Linked DNA regions of Astyanax mexicanus: region 2 is linked to region 1. The links are chromatin contacts, called in public Hi-C maps. All regions are on one chromosome and are shown on one strand. Each heading gives the region's core, a stretch centred on a gene start, on an enhancer-like site or on the middle of the called end of the contact. The rest is flanking DNA. Distances are from core to core; before and after follow the strand shown.

Region 1 (4,158 bases), core at 495-2,994:
TGAGATACTGATTTTTGGGGTTGTCATTGGCTGTAAGTCATAATAATCATCAACAATAAAATAAATAAACCCTTAAAATAGATCACTCTGTGTTTAATACATCTATACAATATATGAATTTCACATTTTAGACTGAATTACTGAAATAGTAAAAAAAAAGGTAACTTTTTAATGATATTCTTTTTTTTTTTTGAGATGCACTAGTATATGAGTGTATGAGTATGTGTGTGCTTGTGGATTGCTGGTCTTCATTATGAAGCCACAGCACTGTGAATGTGGCTGAAAGGCTGAGAGCTGATCAGAGAAATGAAGAGCAGAGTGTGTCAGCACCATTAATGAGACAACAAAATACTGCTGAGCACACGTGTTACTGTTTTTCAGATTTATTACAAATCGTTTAAACTTTCATCGGGTTACAGAACTCTCAATTAGAAATGAAAATATAAGGTTCATTATCAGAATACTGTGTCCTTTTCCCAGCTTTTTCACTGTTTGTGTATTAATCAGAGTCATTATATGGATAACAATATTTTACCACAACAGCATGGACAGCTCAAGCCTTTCCTCGTATAAGTGTGCCAACAATGCGAAAATGCGAGTAAATGTATTTATAAACAAATAAAACAAATAATAAACCCAATACAGAAACAGAAACTGGGTATACATAAAAACACAGGCAACCTGAACTAACATAAAAAAACGTACAAAAACTGACATTGAACCCAAGTAACTATATATATATATATATATATATATATATATATATATACAGGGGCGTAGCAGCAAATTCTGGGCCCTGTACATTCTTAATGTCAGTGGGCCCCTATCCGTGCCAACACACAAGGAACATGGATTTTCATGGGCCCCTCTTCCTACTCGGGCCCTGGGTAGTCAGGTCCACTTTTCCCCCCACTACCACGCCTATGTATATATATATATATATATATATATATATATATATATATATACACACACACAAGTAACAGGAAACACCCGGGGACAGGTAACAAGGAGGTGGAGCTACAAATGAACACAGGTGAAAACACTTAAGACGGAGAAATGGAGGAAAACACAGAGACAGACAGGAGAGACACAGAACAGAATGAGAACATGACAATATGAGAAATATTAAGTGAAATAAGTGAATAAATTAATATTATTAATTGCTGATCATGCAGCAAGTGTCTTCAGGGAGGGGATAGCTAAATTAAATTTTGTTTAAATTTTAAGAAAACATACTTTTTAAAAACAAAATGTATTATTAACCACTTAAAAGAATGATCAGGCTGGCAGATTTGCAAACATGGCTAAAACCCTTCATCATAAAAGAGAATACTGTAAAAAAAAAAAAAAAAAGTACTAAAATTTCTTCTTTATAGTGAAAGCTAACAGTACTCTATTTGTGTAATTGTGTAATATGTGTTTGTTCCGTGTAAATCTTTAGAATCTGCATTATTTCCAGAGGGTACTGGATGAAACCTAGAAATATTTTTAACATCTTAAATCACCAAAACAACATTTCAGCACGACCTTTGACCTCACACCACACAAGCCAGAGCTACTCATTTGTCACCAGATGCAAACTGAGGTTTCCCAAAACGGGAAGAATTAAAGCAGAAGGATGATGTGATTTCTGACATGTATGGTTTCAGACTATATAAAAATAAGCCATCCAGTCTGAGCAGAACGTACTGAAAACAGCCCCGCTCCGCACGGCCTGTCCAGCAGCCGCCACAGTCTGCGGCCGCCCGGCTGCGTCCAAAAACATGACTCACAAATCAAGAATAGGCACAGGAATACGACACTCCTGTCAGTTTAAGTTTCGGCCGTTTAGCCATGAAATTAAACTCAATTCAGAACGATTAGTGAGAGTAGAGAGGAGGCCCCACACTGCAAACACACAGCACACGCTGAGTCATTTATAGCTCTATATATGTATATATATAAATATAAGCTCTTCTGCATTACACTGAGTTTAAACACATCTGAAGAGAAGGCTCAGTTTGGATTTGCCATCAGCAGCTGATCCAGTGGCCTGAACTGATCCTGCACAGTGTCAGTAAGTTTCCACACAGCTCTGAGCTGCTGGTGACTCTCGCTGGTGGTTACACACCCTCTACTGGTAACACCCCAGTGCTTCAACTGAGTCAAATTCAGGCTCCATACTGAATAAGCTTTTACAGCTAAGGATGCACCATAGTATAAGGCATACTATCAATGAACACCTATTTTCTGAACATTTTATTTTCATACATAAGGTGCACTGGATTATAAGGCGCATTTTAAGAGACACTAAAAGGAACTTCTAATGCAGCAGGTCTCACCACTGGGTGGTGATTATGGTGGGGGTAGGTAACTTAGCTAACTAAGTTAAGTAAAGCTAAGATAAGTAAACAAAACTGTAAAAAAAAAAAAAAAAAAAGTCAAACAAACCGTGGATGTTAATTTACACATATTTCTCTCCTGAAAACTGTTTATTTGGGTGAGTAAAGTGCTTTTATTTATTTACAGTAAGCTTAGATTCCAGAATTAAAGCACTAAGGCTGGAGTATTAGCATTAGCATTAGCGGCTAACCGCTCTAGCAGTGCTAGCCGGAGTTAGCAGCAGGCTACAGGCTGATAATACTCACCTTTGAACAGGGAGATAGCGAGCGTGATTAACATTTAATGCTAATGCTAGTCCAGCAGTGCTAACCGGGGTTAGAAGCTGGCTACAGGCTGATAATGCTCAACTCTGAACGGGGAAACAGCGTTTAGCGGCTAATGCTAATACTACTCCAGCCCTGGTGCGATGACTATGCCGAAAATTGATATATAAAGTTAGTCTCTATATTAACTCAATTTAGATACGAATGTGATTATATGTTGCACGATTTCTTACATCATGAGTACAGAGTTAACGGTAAGTTAAACATTTCACTCATGGCCATTCCAAGCAGATAGCTAGCATTAGCTATTTATCTGTTTATTTCCAGTCTTCACTCATTTCACTTGACACCAGTGAGGGCAGCTAAACTAATATTATTATATTATTGGGATCTATAACCTAATAGCACCAATTCTAGGATGTGTATTTTCAGAGCATTGGGACCTTTTTTCAATATTACATACTTACCTTGAGCTAACATAGCTAGCGGTGCATAAATCTAGCTAGCTAACTGCAGAACAAGTTATAGAAAATCCACATGAGCTGCTTTATAACGTTGCTTGCACTGGCAGTAGTTATTGAACTTTTCTTGCACTTGCCCATTTAGGTACTGTGTCCTTAGCTTGGCAACCCAAGTGAGCTTGGGGTCTGTGGAGGGGTAGGCTGGGGAGACAACTCTGTCCGGTGTGACAGTTTTGCTAACTTGGCTGGATTTTCTCAATCAGCTTTATGAGGTAGAGTCACCTGAAATTCAGGCTTTCAGTTAACAGCTGTGCTGAACTCGTCAAGAGTTAATTACTTGAATTTCTTGTCTCTTAATGTGTTTGAGAGCATCAGTTCAAAAGTTGTGAAGAGGTAGAGTGGGTATATAGTGAATAGCTTAATACATAAAAATCCATATAATGGCAAGAACCTCTTAACCAAGTAAAAAAAAAAATACTTATATATAAGAAATTAAGGTAAATAAAAGTATCCTTAAGTGCAGTCAGCTCATCTCCAGAGAGCTTAAGTAGTCCTTGTAATTGCTTTCAGGTGCCACCAATTAAGACCAACACCAGCTAACCTCCATTGGTCCAAACTACAGGACAAACCATTCCATCCATCCAGGTCTAAGTCTAAATACATGTAGTTTTAATGTAAAAACAATGTTTGAAATAAAAATAGAAAGAATAACTGATTTTTTTTATATATTTGATATATGCTTATTTGTAGGAAGGGCTCATAATAAGGAATATTGGCTCTTTAATGCAGAGAGGTAAATAAAAAATAATCTTTTATAGTTTTAATGCTGGGGATGTTTTTTTTTTCTTTTTACAGTAATGATGAGTTTGCAGTGAACTGTGTGTGTGTGTGTGTGTGTGTGTGTGTGTGTCTGTGTTTGTGCAGGATGAATCAGCATTCCTGCAGTTTAGCCTGAGGGTGGGCCCCAGTCAGAGCCCAGCTCAGCACTACACACAGGGTCTCCAGAGGTGGGCTTCAGGTCTGAGTCCCGGGTGTCCAGCAGGTTGTTT
Region 2 (3,865 bases), core at 1,358-3,857, 180 kb before region 1:
AGTTAACTAGGGGTCAGAACCAACAGCCATTGCAGAGAGCAGCAACTGCAGCATCCGAAGGATAATTAGGGGTTAAAGGGTATGGCGTCACATCAGTGTCAAAAGTCGGGGGTGCAAAAATACCAGGTGAAAAATTTTTCTCGCGAAACTTCTCGCGAGCGCAAATGTGAATAGCAAATTACCTGCATTTTTTGTTTCTGCTAAAGCGAGGCTTTTGTGTTTGAGTTCTAATAGTGGTGGTTTTGACAGGTTGGGGGCGGGGTCAGGGTTGCCATCCTTAGCGAATACTATTGGCTGATATCTTCACAGTTTGTGACAGACCTCCTACCTCCAAGAGCCGGAGGAGAGCGGAGAAAGAAGGACAACAGGAGAGTTAGCTAGATGGCTATGCTAACATGCAAACAACCGCCCCCCCCCCCGGGGCTGTCTGCCCAGGTTTAGTGCCCGACTCTCTCTTTCAGCGCCCGGAGTAAACGCCTCTTGTTTAGTGACTGGAGTGACTGGCTCTTTTGTTCAGCTTTTTGACTGGCTCCAGGCACTAAACCCGGGTTAACAGCGCCGGAGAGCGGGTTGTTTGGATGTTAGCATAGCCAGTTAGCTAACTCTTCTGCTGTCCTTGTTTCTCCGCCTTCCTTCTGCTCTTGGAGGTAGGCGGTCCGTCACAAACCCTGGAGATATCAGCCAATAGCATTCACTGACTCTGCCCCACAAACTGTCAAAACCACCCCTTTCAAAACTCGAGCGCAAAAGCGTGATATCGAGAGGAAAATTAAACAACTGGGAGGAGGAAAATGAAGCTCGAGAGCAATATTTTGTCCAGCGCGCACACAATTCCCTTTTTTTGCTTGTGAGCTTCACATTTGCGCTCACAAGACGTTAATTTACACAGACAGAATGTTAAAACATGCTGGTTAATTTTTCTCACCTGGCATTTTTGCGGCCCCGACTTTTGACATTGATGTGACGCCATATAAGGGTTTATATAAACCTTATTTGGTGTTAAATGAATTAATCAAAACTGCTGGATGTGTTTTGGTAGGAACTGTGTTGCAACCATTTCTTCTGTTTTTTTAAATGTACATTTAATAAATATTTACATATTAAACCTTCAAGAGCATGTGCTGGTATACTATACAATCTAAAACTATTTTACTGCTCTATATTATACAATACTGTGTTACCATGCTGTACCATATTATATATATTTTATGCTGTACTACACTATGTACCTTTGTAATATACACTGACACTGTCACACAGTAGGGTATGTGTGTAGGTTTCTGTGTGTGTTAAATGTGATTGGTCGATACGCGTTCTATGAGTGCCATTATCAGCCGGTAATGCACTGTAACTGAAGCTCTCCATGTATTACTCCGTCACATATAGGTAACCTAGCAACGATGCAGCACTTACAAGCCAAACAGCGCAGCTACAAACAAACCAGTAATGGAACTGTTTTAGCTTGCAGAGTGTTTATAACCGAACATCATATTATTTTCTTGTCCTCTTTATTTTAAAATCTTTAATAAACAGTGATAATGGAACTGTGATTTAATCACGATAATACACTCAAGGTTTGTGCTACAAGATGTAATATTGTCACTGCCATTATTGGGTATTACTGATTAAATATATATACTGTAAGTAGATGGCTTCAATAATTTAAATGGTTCATTGTTGTTTTTAAGTATGTACATGTATATAATGCTATTGCATTATTATTATATCATTAGCATAAAAGGGTCTTAAAATTACAAGATATTGCAATTATTACTAGGACGATACAGTGGCTTGCAAAAGTGTTCATACCCCTTGAATTTTTTTCATATTTTGTCACGTTACAACCACAAACCTATATATATATTTAATTGGAATTTAATGTGAAAGACCAACACAAAATGAAGAAAGAAAATTATGCATGATTCTTAACCTTTTTTACAAATAAAAAACTGAAAATTGTGAAAACTGCTCACATTAAATTCCACTTAAATATATTTCTGTCACGGTTGTGTTTTTTAGACATACAAAACCAACAAACAGAGAACGAAATAAACAAATAAACACAAAAAAAACAACAAGAAAACAGGAAACGCTGAGGTATATTATACACAAGGAGGTAAACGGAAATGGAAGACACCTGGGGAAACAGGTAACAAGGGGGCGGAGCTACAGATACAATCACATGGGGGAACACAGGTGAGAACACTCAGACAGAGACATGGAGAAAACTCAGAGAAAGTGCAGGAACATAAGGAAAAATAAAAAGACAGGAGGACCAGAATGTGACAATTTATCTTTGTGGCTGTCTTGTGACGAAATATGGAAAAGTTCAAGGGGTATGAATACTTTTGCAAGCCACTGTATATCATCCAAATAAAAACAGTTACTGTGACAGGTCTAGTCCTGCCTTTTTTCTAACTGCTGCTGATGCAGCATCACTGGTTAGCTAACGCTCTCGGAGGAAAGCGTCAGACTCTCAGCTCTGATACGTCAGCTAACAGACGCCTGTGCTGTGCTGACCAACCTCACATTAGGAGTGATAAGAGGAGAGCGTGCCGTTGGAGGAGCAGGCTTACCGGGCTGGGCTGTTGATTGGACGGGTCGCAGGCCAGAGAGACCAGGTCCTTGAGCGGGTCTTGTGTGCTGAGGTGGGGCGGGTAGCGGATGGCCGTGTGGGGGAAGTAGGTGGAGGTGGACTGGGGCAGGATGGGGGTAGTTGAAAAATGCAGCGACGAGGATGGGTGCGGACTCCGGGAGATCCCTGAAAACAGATACAGGGTATTAATAATACAAATACAATAATACTGAATACTTTGCTTGTATATATTAATAGATATATGCTTTTCTAGACTGAGCTGTTTGTTTATGTCTTTTTAAAAATCTACTAGGAACTATTTTGTATCCGCTATGAATTATTCAGCAACTCTTGTGATTTTTTTAGTATCTATTACAAATTATTCAGAATCCACTATGAATTGTTAAGTATCCACCATGAATTGTTTAATAGCCACTACAAATTGTAAGGGGTGATTATTATGAGTTAGTCAGTATGTACTATGATTTATTTAGCATTCAGTAACCACTATGAATTATTCAGTATCTATTTCTTTATTTATTTAGTCATTCAAAATTATTCAGTAACTGAATAATAGACGTTATTTCAGTTTACCACTAGGAAAAGTAACCTGTATGAATTATTTATGATCTAAAAATAAATTCAGTAGCCACTAAGAGTTACTACAGTAACTACAATTAAATATGTAGTAAGGACATGGATTATCCAGTATCTACTCAATTTGATTCAGTACGTATTATGAACAAAGTCAGTATGCACTAAAAGTTAATTAGAAAGCATTATGAATTTGTCAGTATCTACTCTAGATAATTTAGAAACCATTGTGAATTCTACATGATTCAGAAACTATTATGAATTCTAAATGACTCAATAAGCATTATTAATTATTCAGTATCTACTCAAAATGATTCAGAAACCATTATTAATTATTCAGTATTTACTACTAATTATTCAGTACGCAATATGAATTATTCAGTATCTACTCTAAATGATTCAGAAACCATTATTAATTATTCAGTATCTACTATAAATGATTCAGTAAGCAATATGAATTATTCAGTATCTATTCTAAATGATTCAGTAAGCAATATGAATTCTAATTGGTTCAGTATGCACTATGAATTATTCAGTATCTACTCTAGATGATTATTAGAAATAATTCATTAAACATTATGAATTATTTAGTATCTACTCTAAATGATTCAGTACACATGATGAGTTATTCAATATCTACTCTAAATGATTCAGAAAGCAATATTAAGTCTAAATGATTCAGTATGCATTATGAAT

The links. Hi-C and Micro-C count contacts between places; a contact is called where the count stands out from the background.
Region 2: a Hi-C map of muscle shows a contact between it and region 1, with 14 times the contacts expected there. The contact joins two enhancer-like sites. A contact is called at or near these places in 2 of 3 Hi-C or Micro-C datasets (both in muscle).

What each region holds. Positions count from the first base shown.
Region 1 is chr12:6,232,032-6,236,189 of AstMex3_surface, reverse strand. It overlaps LOC111192612 (a long non-coding RNA gene), which reads left to right. Exons shown (of 4, transcript XR_002650029.2): 3 at 4,034-4,158. Among protein-coding and RNA genes, the nearest start is that of LOC111192612, 5.7 kb to the left of the region's middle. Within about 2 kb of position 1,744, the one cell type or tissue checked has an H3K27ac peak away from gene starts, as active enhancers do.
Region 2 is chr12:6,409,338-6,413,202 of AstMex3_surface, reverse strand. It overlaps nfic (nuclear factor I/C), which reads right to left. Exons shown (of 11, transcript XM_022670218.2): 8 at 2,577-2,761. Among protein-coding and RNA genes, the nearest start is that of smim24, 47 kb to the left of the region's middle. Within about 2 kb of position 2,607, the one cell type or tissue checked has an H3K27ac peak away from gene starts, as active enhancers do.